2 separate regions of the Hordeum vulgare genome follow, and region 1 is linked to region 2. Evidence: chromatin contacts called from public Hi-C data. All regions are on one chromosome and are shown on one strand. The core of a region is the stretch at or near the end of the contact, and the rest is flanking DNA. Distances in the headings are between cores, read along the strand shown.

Evidence for each region. A called contact is a pair of places that touch in the nucleus more often than the background predicts.
Region 1: a contact with region 2 is called in a Hi-C map of leaf, with 4 times the contacts expected there. The contact joins the promoter of LOC123437459 here to the promoter of LOC123437395 in region 2. A contact is called at or near these places in 2 of 6 Hi-C or Micro-C datasets (leaf and seedling).

What each region holds. Positions count from the first base shown.
Region 1 is chr1H:365,549,535-365,556,798 of MorexV3_pseudomolecules_assembly, forward strand. LOC123437459 (probable protein phosphatase 2C 47) reads left to right here and starts at 3,728. Exons shown (of 5, transcript XM_045115711.1): 1 at 3,728-3,954; 2 at 4,483-4,663; 3 at 4,748-4,945; 4 at 5,621-5,826; 5 at 6,655-7,264. The coding sequence starts at 4,511. The coding sequence ends at 7,213.
Region 2 is chr1H:364,788,825-364,795,842 of MorexV3_pseudomolecules_assembly, forward strand. It overlaps LOC123437395 (monosaccharide-sensing protein 2-like), which reads left to right and starts at 4,807. Exons shown (of 6, transcript XM_045115706.1): 1 at 4,807-5,013; 2 at 5,236-5,336; 3 at 5,749-6,315; 4 at 6,388-7,018. The coding sequence starts at 5,255.

The DNA of each region.
Region 1 (7,264 bases), core at 2,478-4,977, 760 kb after region 2:
TCAGTGAATCTACCGTCTCGTGACTTTCCCCAGCCCTTCCAAACCGACTAGGGTTTCCTCATTATTGAGTATATCTCGCATGTATCTTGTATACCTGGTCTACCTCCTAGTTCCTTGTATAGTTGAGGTTGTGGCCCACCTTGTACATCATATATACGTGCGCTTGCACCCGATCAATACATCGAGAGTTGCATCCTATTTCCCTACATGGTATCATAGCATCGCAACGTTTCTTCATCGACTTGTCTTCCGCTCTACACGCTCCGATGCCTCGATGTTTGTCTACCACCAGGGCGCTAACACGACATATCTGCTTCTCTACATCGACGACATCATTCTGACACCCTACACACATGGCCTACTCTGCCAGCTCACTTCTCATCTTCGCGTTGAGTTCGTCATCAAGGACCTTGGTCCTTCGCACTACTTCATCGGTGTTGGGGTGGTGCGAAGCGGCGATGGCTTCTTTCTCCATCAGCGGAAGTATGCTCATGAGTTTCTCGATCACGTCGGAATGCTTAATTGCAAACCTGCTCCTACTCGGATCGATACGAAGGCCAAGCTCTCTGCCACTGACGACTCGCTTGCTCCTGATGCATCTTTCTATCGGTCTATTGTTTGTGCTCTTCAGTACCTTACCCTCGCTCGACCGGAGTTGCAGCATGCGGTCCAACAGGTGTGACTTCATATGCATGCCCCTCGGGATGCTCACTAGACTGCGATGAAGTAGATTCTTTGGTACATTAGGGGGGTCTATGGATATTGGCATCACGTTGAACGCCTCCATCGCCACTGACATCACTACCTACTCGGATGCCGACTAGGTTGGCTACCCCGACACTCGCCGCTCCACCTCGGGATATTATGTCTTCCTTGGACCATCACTCATCTCTTGGTCGTCCAAGCGAGAGCCTATAGTCTCCCGTTCCAGTGCGGATGTCGAGTATCGTGCCGTAGCCAATGTCATCGCCGAGTGCTCGTGGCTTCGCCAGTTACTTCTCGAGCTCTCATGTCTTGTTGATAAGGCCACGGTGGTGTACTGCAACAACGTGTATGCCATCTACCTCTCCGCCAACCCCTTTCATCATCATCGGAGCAAACATATTGAGATGGATATTCACTTTGTTCGGGAACAGGTAGCCCTTGGCCATGTCCGTGTTTTACACGTCCCTACTTCCCAACAATTTGCAGATATCATGACCAAGGGCTTGCCTACGGCGTCGTTTGAAGATTTCTGATCCAGTCTTTGCGTCAACATCGATGACGCTTCGACTGGGGGATTGAGTATATCTCGCATGTATCTTGTATACCTGCCCCACCTCCTAGTTTCTTGTATAGTTGAGGCTCTGTCCCACCTTGTACATCATATATAAATGTGCTTGCACATGATCAATACATTGAGAGTTGCATCATATTCCTCTACACTCATCTTTCAACCCGATCAATACATCGAGAGTTGCATCCTATTCCTCTACACTCATCTTTCATTGGTGTCGTCTATGATCTACCTATTCTTTTGTGACCTTAGGTGGACCTTGGTTCATGTTGTCGGAAGGGATTCTGCTTCGTTTTCATATGATTTATAGTTTAGGTTTTGTGTCCTTCTCATGAAGACGGGACAACGATGACAACTCCTTGAGGATGGAACAAGTTTCTCTTTGTCTAACTGTTGTCCCAGCGGTGCATCCAACATCATCAGAGGGCATGTGAAGGTGCGTCTTCAACGGATCTCACTCGATATGATAGGTGTTTGTCTTTGATGGATTTACCTGGATGCGGTGTTCGTTTGTTTGCGTTTGTGTGTCTATTAATTGGATCCATTCATTCTACGTTTCTTTCATCGGCGAGGTGACCAACGACAACTGCTCTAATGCATCCGCCTTTTGGGACCTTTAGCATGGTGACTTCTTGTCTATTTATTATAAAAATGTTTTTTGGATTTGATGAGAGAGGAGCGATAACAACGATGCGTTTTCAGCTCGTTCTACCATTTTTGATGGTTTACGAACATGAATGTAATTTGTACCATTTCCGACGCTTAATAATGAATAATAGGTAGGAAGTTTCACGAGAAAAAACTTCTAAAAGATATTTTTCTAGTGAAGCATTAGGCCTGAGCCAATGCAGGTCTCTTAGTGCGGTTTCATATGCATTTTTCTTATGTGGCACTTTATTTAATGAAGAGAGATAGTGAGGTTGTATCTTAGCTAACATACAACCTTGACACGTGGTCATAGGCCCTGTTTGGATCCATGGGTTAGAGTTAGAGTTGATTAGATTGGTCCAAACTAACCCTAAAACATCCAAACAGGAGGGTTAGAGTTGGTTAGATGCATCTTCATCTAGCCCATCCACAAAAACTAACCCATCCAAGAGATGCTTGTTTGGGTTAGAGTTAGGTGGGGCCGAGAAAAAGTTACTTTTCCCTCTACCTCCACCACACCAAATTCTTGTTAAAGGAGCCAAATGATTGAAAAAGTGCTTTTATTGGCAATCTAACTGTGTCACCCAAACACCTCTTTGGTTAGAGTTAGTTTAAAATTAGTCTAGGGTTAGAATCTTACCCTAACCTCTAACCGAGTTAGAGTATCCAAACATGACCATAGGTAAAAAAGAGGTGCTAACCCAATCACATGCATGCATGAGCCACAAATCATTAAATTACATACAATACATAAGATACATTGCATTGTACTAGTTGTTTCTTAGGCCACTTCCAATGCATTGGTGCTAAGATAAGGTGGTAAGCATATTAAATAATTTAGCAACTAAAGCCCCCAATGCATAGTTGCTTAGCTTATCGTAGCTAAGCCTCCTTATTTAATGCTTTTGCAACTAAAGTTGTGCATGCATTGGTGCATTTCTTTCATTTAATTGTTTTACCTAGGTTCACGCGCTTAACATTGTTTCTTTGTGGATCACTACACTCATCTCTCTCCTATTAATTAGCTTGCCACATCAGTGTTTTTGCCTATGTAGCAGCCTTAGCACCTGTATAAGGTGAAGCATTGGAAGTAACCTTATGTTTTTATTACGTATATAATTACTCCGTCTGTTTCTAAATATAAGTCTTTCTAGAGATTCTACTAGGGGTCTACATACAGATGTATATAGACATACTTTAGAGTGTAGATTCATTCATTTTATTTCGTATGTGATCTCCTAGTGAAATCTTTTAAAAGAATTATATTTAGGAACGAAGGGAGTACTCCCTCTGTTTCTGTTTACTCCGCGTATAAGGTTTACTTAAAGTCAAACAACATAAAGTTTGACCAAATTTATATCAAAAAATATGAATATCTAGTATACTAAAATTACATAGTATGAAAATACATCTCGTGGTGCATCCGATAATATTGATTTCATGTTGTGAATGTTGATATTTTTTAATATAAAATTAGTTAAATTTTACAAAGCTTGACTTTGACCAAAGCTTATATACAGACTAAAAAATTGGAGAAGTACATGCTAAGAGATGATGCGATGATGCATTGGCAGAGTCACATACAGGTTTGATCTCGATAAGAAGTAGTGGCAGTACAGACAAGAAAAAATCTAAGACAGCAGGGAAAGGGGGCGAAAAGGTCCAAGCACTAGACGGGCATTATTTTATGCACGCAAAAAGCGAGGGAAGGAAGGGACGGACGGGCGGACCCGACAGAGACACGGAATGCACACCGGAGCCGCACCCCACCCACATCCAGCCGTGCACAGCTGCGCCGCAGATGGGATCACACGAACCATCTCGCCCGCCCGCCCGCCCCCAAAGACCAGCCCCCTCTCCCTCCTCGCCCCGCCCCCGTCCCATCCCCAAATCCGCCACGAGCTCCTCCTCCCCCCTCCACCACCTCCTGCACGCTCCTCCCCCATCCTCGCCACCAGCTCCCCCCTCCTCCTCCTCCACCTACCCAACGCATCGCGCGGCGCGGCTGCGGCGACGGCCCTTCTCCGGTGGTGAGCGCTACCCCCCTGATCTGATATGTATTGTCTGCAACTCTGCATCTCCGGTTCATTCGTTCGTCCTGATGGATGGATGGGCGGGTGGGCGGATTCGTCGTGGTCGCTAGGGGGGAAATCGGATCGTTCTTGGTCGGCTGCTGGGGCAGTGCTGGAAGAGGGATTTGTCTTGCTGCTCTGCGCCGGCGGAGGTCCCGGGGCGGCGGAAATGGCGCCGTTCCGGTTCCCGGCGCGGATATTGGTTCCAATCATTGCACGGGCGGGAGGGGAGCAGATTTCAATTCTTTCCTGTTATTGACGCTGTGGATGTTCCTTTTTCCGCTCGATTTGGATATTAATATTATTATGGCGGCGTAATTGGTACGGCTCCAATCATGGCCGATTGGAAGGACTGTTTTTAATCTCTCAGCAATCTGAAAATGTTCCTATTCTCAAATCGTTCCTAGCTTTCAGGAGCGGAAAGTTGCATCTTTTTTAACTCAAAAAATGTTCTTCGTTTCCTGTACTGTCTCTGATCACCAACAGAACAGAGTAGCCAAGAGCACCAGACATCATGAGCGGAGGCGTCGAGCCGGAGACCCCACCCAGTAGCGGCGGCGGCGGCGCCACCGGTAGCCCCATGGCCCGCAAGCCGCCGCGTCACCAGCTCACGGCCATACGCCACTGCGCCAGCAGTGCGCGCATAGCCGCGGCCTCCACAGACCTGGTAACCACACTGACTATCCCCTCCGGCTCATTGCCCGGCCATTTCCTCAAACTACTACGGTGCTTCTCTTTTGTTTTCTTGCAGGGCTTGGATTCGGGGACGCTGAGCTTGATCTCACCCACAGAGATCCGTCCCAGCTTCCTGCCGGTCTACCGGTCTGGGAGCTATGCCAATATCGGGCCGAAGACGTACATGGAGGACGAGCATGTTTGCATCGACAGCCTCATTGAGCACCTCGGAATGCGTACCCCTGCTATCCCTGCACCAGGCGCCTTCTATGGGGTGAGTTGGATTACAGTTACCATAAATTGCGATCCGGCGGTTCCTTGCTGTTCTTGTCTCATTAACTGTTTAACAATGCATGTGCTCATTATGAATCAATGATTTAGTCTGCTGCGACTTCTCTGTGATAATAATACCACCCATTGTGACTTATGTCCACCACTAATGTTGTGATAATAGCTTCTAGGTGTGTTCATTTGCTCAACTTGGAAATCCATGATTACATCGGTTGTGGACGCATGATAGTGGAAATGATTGTACTAGTGTGGTTCAATGATTGCGTTGAGGTGAATCAGTTCAGTATGAGCATTGATAGATGCTTTTAGTTTCATTTCTTATATTTTAGTACAATGAAAACCCCTGCAAACAAAAAGTGTGTTTCTTCAATCATGCTGTTAAGAGAAGGACAAGTAATTCTTTTAAACAGTAAACTGTGGTTTGAAATTTTATATTAGTTTTTTATGCTAAGCTGTGCCCTGTATTCAACTAAAGAATACAGGGCACAGCTTAGCAAAGAAAAAAAAAACTAAAGAAAAACCATGCATTGTATAGAAAGCATGTTTGCTGGTTCTTGAGTGCAGGAATTGTTCATTTTATGGGGGTAATTTTGGTGGCATGTCACTTTACCTAGCACAACAGATGTATAATAATACATTTTCTTGACATAATTTGCAGGTGTTTGATGGTCATGGTGGTACAGATGCAGTCTGTTTCGTTCGGAAGAACTTGCTGAAGTTCATAATCGAAGATGGTCACTTCCCCAACAGCATGGAGAAAGCAATCAGAAGTGCATTTCTAAAGGCTGATCACGCGATTGCGGATTCCCATTCTCTTGACCGCAGTTCGGGGACCACAGCATTGACGGCCCTTATTTTTGGCAGGTAAGTTACTAAGTTTTGGTGCTAGTACCAAACCTTTTAATTTTACTGACACATGGCATCCCAAGAAGACACCTGTCAATGTTATTGTACTCCCTCCGGTTGGGTTTATAAGTCGGGTACGGGTATGGGCCTTAATTTAAAGAAACATGTGTTAAATGCCACAAAAAATACATTGTTAGATTTGATGTCGAATGAAGTTTCTAAATATATATTTTTTGTGACATATGACACATATTTTATTAGTAAAATTGAAGACCTAAAGATCCATGCCTGACTTATAAAATCAACTGGAGGGAGTATATCAAATGTTTCTCCAGTTTGTAATAATGTTTTTCATTCACTATACAATATTGCAAGGAGTTAAATTAATCCCAACAATGCCATATCAAAGACTGGATTTAATGGAAGAGTATTCTGAGGGAAGCCTTCAGAATAGACTCTAAATGAGTCCTTCCTATAATCATGTTGACATAGAAAAGAAACTTATTTGAAGGTGGTCGTTGAGTTATTCTTGGTTAGAAGAACTCAATGGGTTGTTGGTTTGGCATTTTTGCGACTTAGTGGTAAATAATTAGACACTGTTCCTTCCCGTTTTTGAAATTATAGAGGCTACTTCATATCCTTTATATCTGTCAGCTACTTCACATTTATTGCTTCAACCCACAATGTCTCAACCGAAACAAGGTTCTTTGCTGTACCTAGCTGTCCTCTGGGCCTCCTTGCCTTTATTAGTTGACGCATTACCAGAGTAGAGCCTGTGTTTGCTATCTTTAGATTGGTTATTTGCATCGAATGATATACTCTCATCCATGTCATTCAATGGTACAGGACATTGCTTGTTGCAAATGCTGGAGATTGTCGAGCAGTATTAGGAAAGCGAGGACGGGCCGTTGAGCTGTCAAAAGATCACAAACCCAGCTGCAAGAGTGAAAAGCTCAGGATTGAGAACCTTGGTGGCATAGTCTTTGATGGCTATCTCAATGGTCAGCTGTCTGTAGCAAGGGCAATCGGTGACTGGCACGTCAAAGGTTCCAAAGGGTCTATAAGCCCTCTCACTCCAGAACCTGAATTTCAGGAGGTTAGACTCACTGAGGAAGACGAGTTCTTGATAATTGGATGTGATGGCCTCTGGGATGTGATGACCAGCCAATGTGCTGTGTCAATGGTACGGAAAGAGCTGATGGCTCACAACGATCCGGAAAGGTGCTCAAGAGAACTTGTTCAGGAAGCGCTCCGACGAGACACTTGCGACAACCTAACTGCAGTGGTTGTATGCTTCTCAGCCGACCCACCCCCTCAAATTGAGATCCCAAGATTCCGGGTACGGAGAAGTATTTCGATGGAAGGGTTGCATATGCTAAAGGGTGCTCTCGACAGTAATGCCTGACCTCCCTCAAAACATGTCTTCCCTCGCGTAACCCTTTTGTTGTATGATCTT
Region 2 (7,018 bases), core at 3,557-6,056:
ACATCGGCCGCAGTACCAAGTGCAAGCATCATGACAGCAGTCGTGCACTTCTTCTTAGCAGAGAAAGAGAGTTGACCGCAACAATCCCCTGGAGCTTGAAGTAGTCATCGCGTGCCTCCACTGCCTCCACAATGCGCAAGAACAATGGTTTTCGCATGCGAAAGCGACAATGGAAAATGTATCAGTCGAGAAGTTGATTTCGGATCAAAATAATCCTTCTGTAGTAGCTTTGCTCCGGATACCCTATCCCGATTGATGACTCTTCTCCCTTTAATTGAGCCTTTAAAATTGAGAACGTGCTTCACTTCCAGGTCCATTTCCTCTTCATGGCCAAGTATCCCAACAGGACAACACAGACCTTTCGTTCACTCCAAGGTTGTTGGGACGTGATCAAGCCGGCTTGTAGCCGTTGGGCAACTTGCTTGGAACAATTTACAATGCTCCACCAAGTGGAACTGTTGAATCCGACTATGTGAGTTGATTGAAATCAAATGGTTCCATTAGTTTGCATAATGTACAATGGTTCCATTAGTTTGACTTTGTTTTTACTGTGTAGGAAAAAATTGCCCAACAACGATACAAAGACATGGATGCTTTCAAAGGAAGATTTTATAAACTAGAGCATTTTTGGGAATTGCTCAAAAACTACGATAAATGGGCGTTGATTGAGAGAGAATCCCCACCAAAGAAAGGTTCACTTACTGAAATGGATGAAGATGAAGAAGATGATGGCCCAAGAAACTTGAACGAGCCCGATGATGACAAAAAGACAAAGGAGAAGATCAAAAGGGAACGCGAAGCATCGACCTTGTGGGACAATATAGATTCCATGCTGCAATCAGATGAGGTATCGCTAGCGAAGTCTTTGGATGCAAAGATAGAGTTGGCCGAGAAGAAGGCACGAGGGAAGCAAGAGAGGTGGAAATTGCTCAAGAAAGTTGAGGAGAGAAAGGCACGTGCCGCTGAGAACAAAACCATGGTCAACCTTCTTCCGGAAGAGAACAAGATCATGACTTTGAAACGCAATGACATGGACGACATCAACAAAGAATGACATGATATGACAATGAGAGAAATCTTGAAGAGGAGGATGCTTGCGTGTTACAATGGTGGCGATGGTTTCTCCTCGGGAATCAGAACCGATGATTTCAGTGCCGGAGTAGGGACAAGTGCTGGCGTCGATGGATACGGGGGCAACGATGAATTCTATGGTGGAGACTGAAGACCGTGGATGCATGAAGTCCTTTTGCGTTTGTCTTTCAAATTATGTTCTCATTTCGCGCGCGAACTATGCTTCATTGTTTAAATCTGAATTCATTTACCGGAATCGTTGTCAAATTCCAATTATGTTATATTGCGTGGTTTTCCGGTTTGCGGGTCGACGCGGTTGCGCCCGAGCAGCCCCCACATTGACGACCCGTATAATAAAATCTGCGGTGAATATGCTTTTATACGGGTCCGTTTTAGGGATGTGACTCTGTCCGCATCCGCACTAGCCCGTAAAAATCCATTTTTCACGAACTATAAACATCTTTTACGGATCGGCATTATACAAGTGTGCTGTAGATGCTCTAAGGCCTAGCAATCTTACATCTATGAAAGATCTTGTTTGACGTGTCACGTTCGTGAATAGATTTTTGAGGTGAGCCCAACTCTCATAACCTACTCCTTGTCCAGTGTCCGCAGCGAATATCTAGACGTCCTCGTTTCCTCCTGAATTAATTAGCGATCGATGCCACGGCAAGCGCATCTAGATCGAAACAATCACACAAAATATCAAGTAGATCTCTCGTCGTAAAGCAGAGAGTGACAGGGTGGATGGCCTGTGCCTCGCTGCAGCAATCACACGGCACCATCTGGAATAAAGTAGGAAACTTTACACCAGGGAATTATAGAAACAAAGAATGTGTCACCGTCTCGATGAGCGTCTTCGACGTGCGGTTTCGGGCCCATTTCCCCCTACGATTATTGTGAGGCACTCTTTCAAATTGTCTAGAGATCGACGGGGCCACTCGATCTTTGGGGCAACCTGGTCCGCAGCCGTCCGTTTCAAGAACTGTTGTACCCGTCTCCTCCAGAATAATATCTGATTTCTGATCTTGTATGTTTGTATGCTTGTATGGACATAAGATGCCATAGGATGGATCAATTATAGTAGTTCGATTGATACGTTCTCCTTACAAAATATGCGCAAAATAATCTCTCCTACTTCAAAAATACACAAGGTTTTGTCTTTCGTCAGTCTTCCACCGACACCCCCTCCACATCTCGTATCCACATTATGCTCTCCTCACACACACCCAGTTTTATATTTCGTTTTAGGGGGTAGTTTCTTTTGTTAAACTGGCTTTGGTAATGGTAATACCTTCTGAATAAAAGCAAAAATATTTATATTGTATATTTGGTAAGCCATTGAATGCATATTCAACGCATATAGTACGCTTTCATGGAGGAATCATGGTATTTTACTATAACAATATACAAATCTTGGTAAACCACTAAATGCGAATCAACAACTTTATTTCGGTAACGAAATTTATTGCGTGTAGCAACACACGTGCATAGCTAGTCGATGTTGAATTACGAGGATCGGCGCAACTAGATCTATATTCATTATGAAGAGTCATGCAAAGAAAAAGTTTACAAGAGAACCAACCATTCTCAGGCATGTTTTATTAAGACGGACTATTATCACTCCACAAAACGAGATGGCGTTCTTGTTGATAGAGAGATGCATATCTTAAGTTTGAAACCCCTTGGGTTTGTTCTTTACTAGAAGGGTTTTGCGCGCTTTGCTGCGTCATTGATGTTGTTGGATTTCTAATATAAATAATCACTATATTTCAAAATGTAAGATGTATGATTTTTTTGAAAAGATAACCTTTTAAGTTTGATCGAATTTGTAAAGGAATATATCAAAATTCATAATATCTAGTTGGTATTTTTAGATTCATCATAAAATGAATTTCCATACTTTATTTGTTTAATATTGGGATGCAATATTTTTGCTCTTGACTTGGAAGAATTAGGGAACATAGTGAATAAAAAGAATTGAATGGAAGAGCTTGGAAAATTGTTGACCGAGTCAAAACCAGATGACCTAATTCGAAATTGAATACCTCAATTAGTTGTGAGGCCTTAAAAATTTGGAAGCATAGTGTATAGTATAGAGAATTGAAGAAGAGAGCTTTAAAAAATTGTTTACCCGGTCAAAATCAGGTGACCCAATTCTAATTGGAGATCTCAATTAAATGTGAGCTCTTCAAAACTAGAAAGTTTAGTGTTGTAGAGGATTAGAATGCATTAGGAAAACATATAACCATGTTGACATGTCTCGTCAAATATTATCTACATAGTCTATCTAAGTAGTATGAATTGAATTTTTATTTCAAGTCCAAGTTTCTTGATACATACATAATCCTTGTGCGCCATCGGGTCTCATTGGTACATATGACCACATCATATCATAATACCATCTTGTAGTGTGGCCAATAACATGCAGATCGAACACCTGATGCATGATATGTGAGCCTATAATGAGCCGATTGATCGTGATGCTTTGTCCCATGAAAACAACTTGTTAGGTCATATGCGTCCACGACACACTCCGCGAGACATGGTTGATGGACTCCCACGATGATGACGGTGGATGACACATCTATATTTGTTTGCCGCCACAAACCTCCCTTGTCCATCTTCCATGATTCCCATCTAGGAAGCATGATGAGACCGTTGAGACTAAAATCACTCTATCTCCGTCGAAGTAGATTTAACCGTAAAAGATAGAAGTTAAAAAAATGAAGGATGCAAGAAACGAGACAATCGATTTGGATCAATATTTTGCTTCTTCGATATTGATCGGATCGGCTACAACCTACAGTAAACATATTCGAGTGTATTTCCAACACATGCTTAAACTTTGTTCATAAACCTCCTCTCAAGCTTGGAACCCAAGTAAGACCTTAGGCAAACATCTTTATTCATTTTTCCGCCGAATAACCCACAAGAAAAACATGATTTGTACATTTCTATACATAAGAAAGAAGTTGCCCGGTTTATTAAGGAAGACCGGACAAAAACTAAATACAAAAAATACAAAGACCCCCACCGACCGCCAAAGACGACGAAACTCAAGAGCAACACACCACCACAAGCGCGGACAACCGAGCGACCACCCGAAGGCGCCGCACCAACACGCCAATGGTGGGAGAGAAACCCAGCCGCCACGGGAGGAGCGGGCTTGGGCCGCCCAAACACGACACCACAAGAGCCCAGTCATTCTGCATCGTTGATTCTTTCTATATACGCCCGACCCCTCACCACCATCATGCAAAGGGAGACACGATTCAAAACACAGAACATGGAGGCCTGTAAATTCCGTATAGCGCCCCCTGCTGCAAGCTGGTACACTACACCCCCTTGGACTCTAGCAGCAGGGGCCATTAGTTTTGGAGCGGGCATGTGACAGCGCATCACGGATCCTCCGTAAAAACAAATCAATTAATCGCACAAGTACAAAATGGCTAGTTGTCCTGCACGAGACGAGAGAGAGAGGGGAAGGTTGGATCCGGGCTCGCCCGCCCCGTTCAATAATTCCCATATGCGGCCCTGCCCCTCCCTCGGGCCCGCGACGGGCCCGCCCGTCAACAGACGCCCCACGCACCGCCTCACCCGTACCGCCAGCTGACGCGTGGCCCCGGGGTCGTTCGGCCCCGCCTGGCAGCGTCGTGGCGGCTCGGCAGCGGGCCAGCGGCGCGCGGAGGAACACACCACTAGAAAAATCGGAGCCTGGCGCACAGGCCACCAGATGATAGTCGACAGAGTCCCCACCCCACACTCCCTCATATCTCTCCCCACTCTCGCCCCCGGGCGAAATCGACGCCACAGCGGGAGGGAAAAGCTTCCGGGGTTGGCAGGGACTCCCCCTCTTATACGCCTGCCCGGCCCGCCAGACTCCTCACAGCTTCTCCCCGTGCCCGAGCGGAGATCCCGAGTTCCGGACGCCGACGTCGGGTAAGCGCGCGCTTGCGCCCGCCCTCGGCCGAAGCTCTTTCCCTGCTTGTTTTCTGCGTGCGTGTGGGGGTAGAGGCGGCCGTGGCCGGCTGCTTGTGTCGAATCTGATTTGTTTCTTGGGTGTTGTTGTTGTTGTGGTGGTGGTCGTTGTTGTTATATCTTGTTACGAGCTTTGCGGTGCTGACGAGTTCTGTTGTTGTTGGTGGTGATTGTGCTGTGCAGGTGGTAGGATTCGGCGGCCATGTCGTCGGGCGCCGTGCTGGTCGCCATAGCGGCGTCCATTGGGAACCTGCTGCAGGGGTGGGATAATGCGACCATTGCAGGTAATTCGTCCGTGCCTCCGGAAAAAACAGCCGGCCTTTCGACGCGGTTGGGAAGATACTCTTTGTGTTGCTGCGCTTCCCAGGGGCCCGTGTTAGGTGGCGGCAATTATTGGGAATCTTGCCGGCTCCGATCATGACGGATTTGGCGGAGCTGCTTGTAGTAGTACTAGTAGCAGCAGCAGTAGTAAAAACAGATATTCTTTCTTGTTCTACAATCTTTTTAAATCGATCAGGCGGCTGAAACGAAATCCTCGCAAGATTTCCGAGTTCTCTGAACGGATCCGTCTCATGCGCGATCTGGGCATCTGAACCATGATAATTCAGTCCGTGTCAACATGTTCTGAATTCTGAACTGATGCAGATGCTTTGACTTCACGCTGACCATGTTGACCTGCTGGTGTGATCTCTCCAGGTGCCGTCCTGTACATAAAGAAGGAGTTCAGCCTGGAGACCCAGCCCTTGATCGAGGGCCTCATCGTGGCCATGTCGCTCATCGGGGCGACGGTTATCACGACGTTCTCCGGGGCGGTGGCTGACGCTGTTGGTAGGCGGCCCCTGCTGATCGCCTCGTCTGTCCTCTACTTTGTCAGTGGCCTGGTGATGCTCTGGGCGCCCAACGTCTATGTGTTGCTCTTGGCCAGGCTCATCGACGGGTTCGGTATCGGTTTGGCAGTCACCCTTGTCCCTCTGTACATTTCGGAGACCGCCCCGACTGACATTAGAGGGCTGCTGAACACGCTGCCGCAGTTCAGTGGGTCAGGAGGGATGTTCCTTTCTTACTGCATGGTGTTTACCATGTCCCTCATGCCGCAGCCTGACTGGAGAATCATGCTTGGGGTTTTGTCGATCCCGTCGCTTATGTATTTTGCATTGACTGTCTTTTATTTGCCCGAGTCGCCCAGATGGCTTGTGAGCAAGGGAAGAATGGCTGAGGCCAAGCGAGTATTGCAAAGACTGCGGGGAAGGGAAGATGTCTCAGGTTTGTCTGTCTTACTAGTCTGACAGGCATAAAATCTCTGATGGTTTTACTCATGTGCGATTAACTGTGCAGGAGAGATGGCCCTTCTTGTTGAAGGATTGGGTGTTGGAAAAGACACACATTTTGAGGAATACATAATTGGACCTGATGATGAGCTGGCTGATGACGGGCTGGCTCCAGATCAAGAGAAGTTGAAACTCTATGGAGCTGAAGAAGGGGTATCTTGGATCGCCCGTCCTGTTAGGGGCGGCGGCCAAAGTGCACTTGGAAGCGCTTTGGGCCTCATGTCTCGTCATGGGAGTATGGTTAGTCAGGGTAAATCTCTTGTTGACCCCCTTGTCACTCTCTTCGGAAGTGTCCATGAGAAGATGCCTGAGGTAATGGGGAGCATGCGGAGCACCTTGTTTCCTAACTTTGGCAGCATGTTTAGTGTGGCTGAACAGCAGCAGGCTAAAGCTGACTGGGATGCTGAGAGTCATAGGGATGATGAAGATTATGCATCGGATCATGGTGCTGATGACATTGAGGATAACCTCAATAGCCCGCTTATTTCTCGTCAAGCGACAAGCGTGGAGGGTAAGGAGATTGCTGCACCTCATGGAAGCATAATGGGTGGTGTGGAAAGAAGTAGTAGCATGCAGGGAGGGGACGCAGTAAGCAGCATGGGCATTGGTGGGGGGTGGCAGTTAGCTTGGAAGTGGAC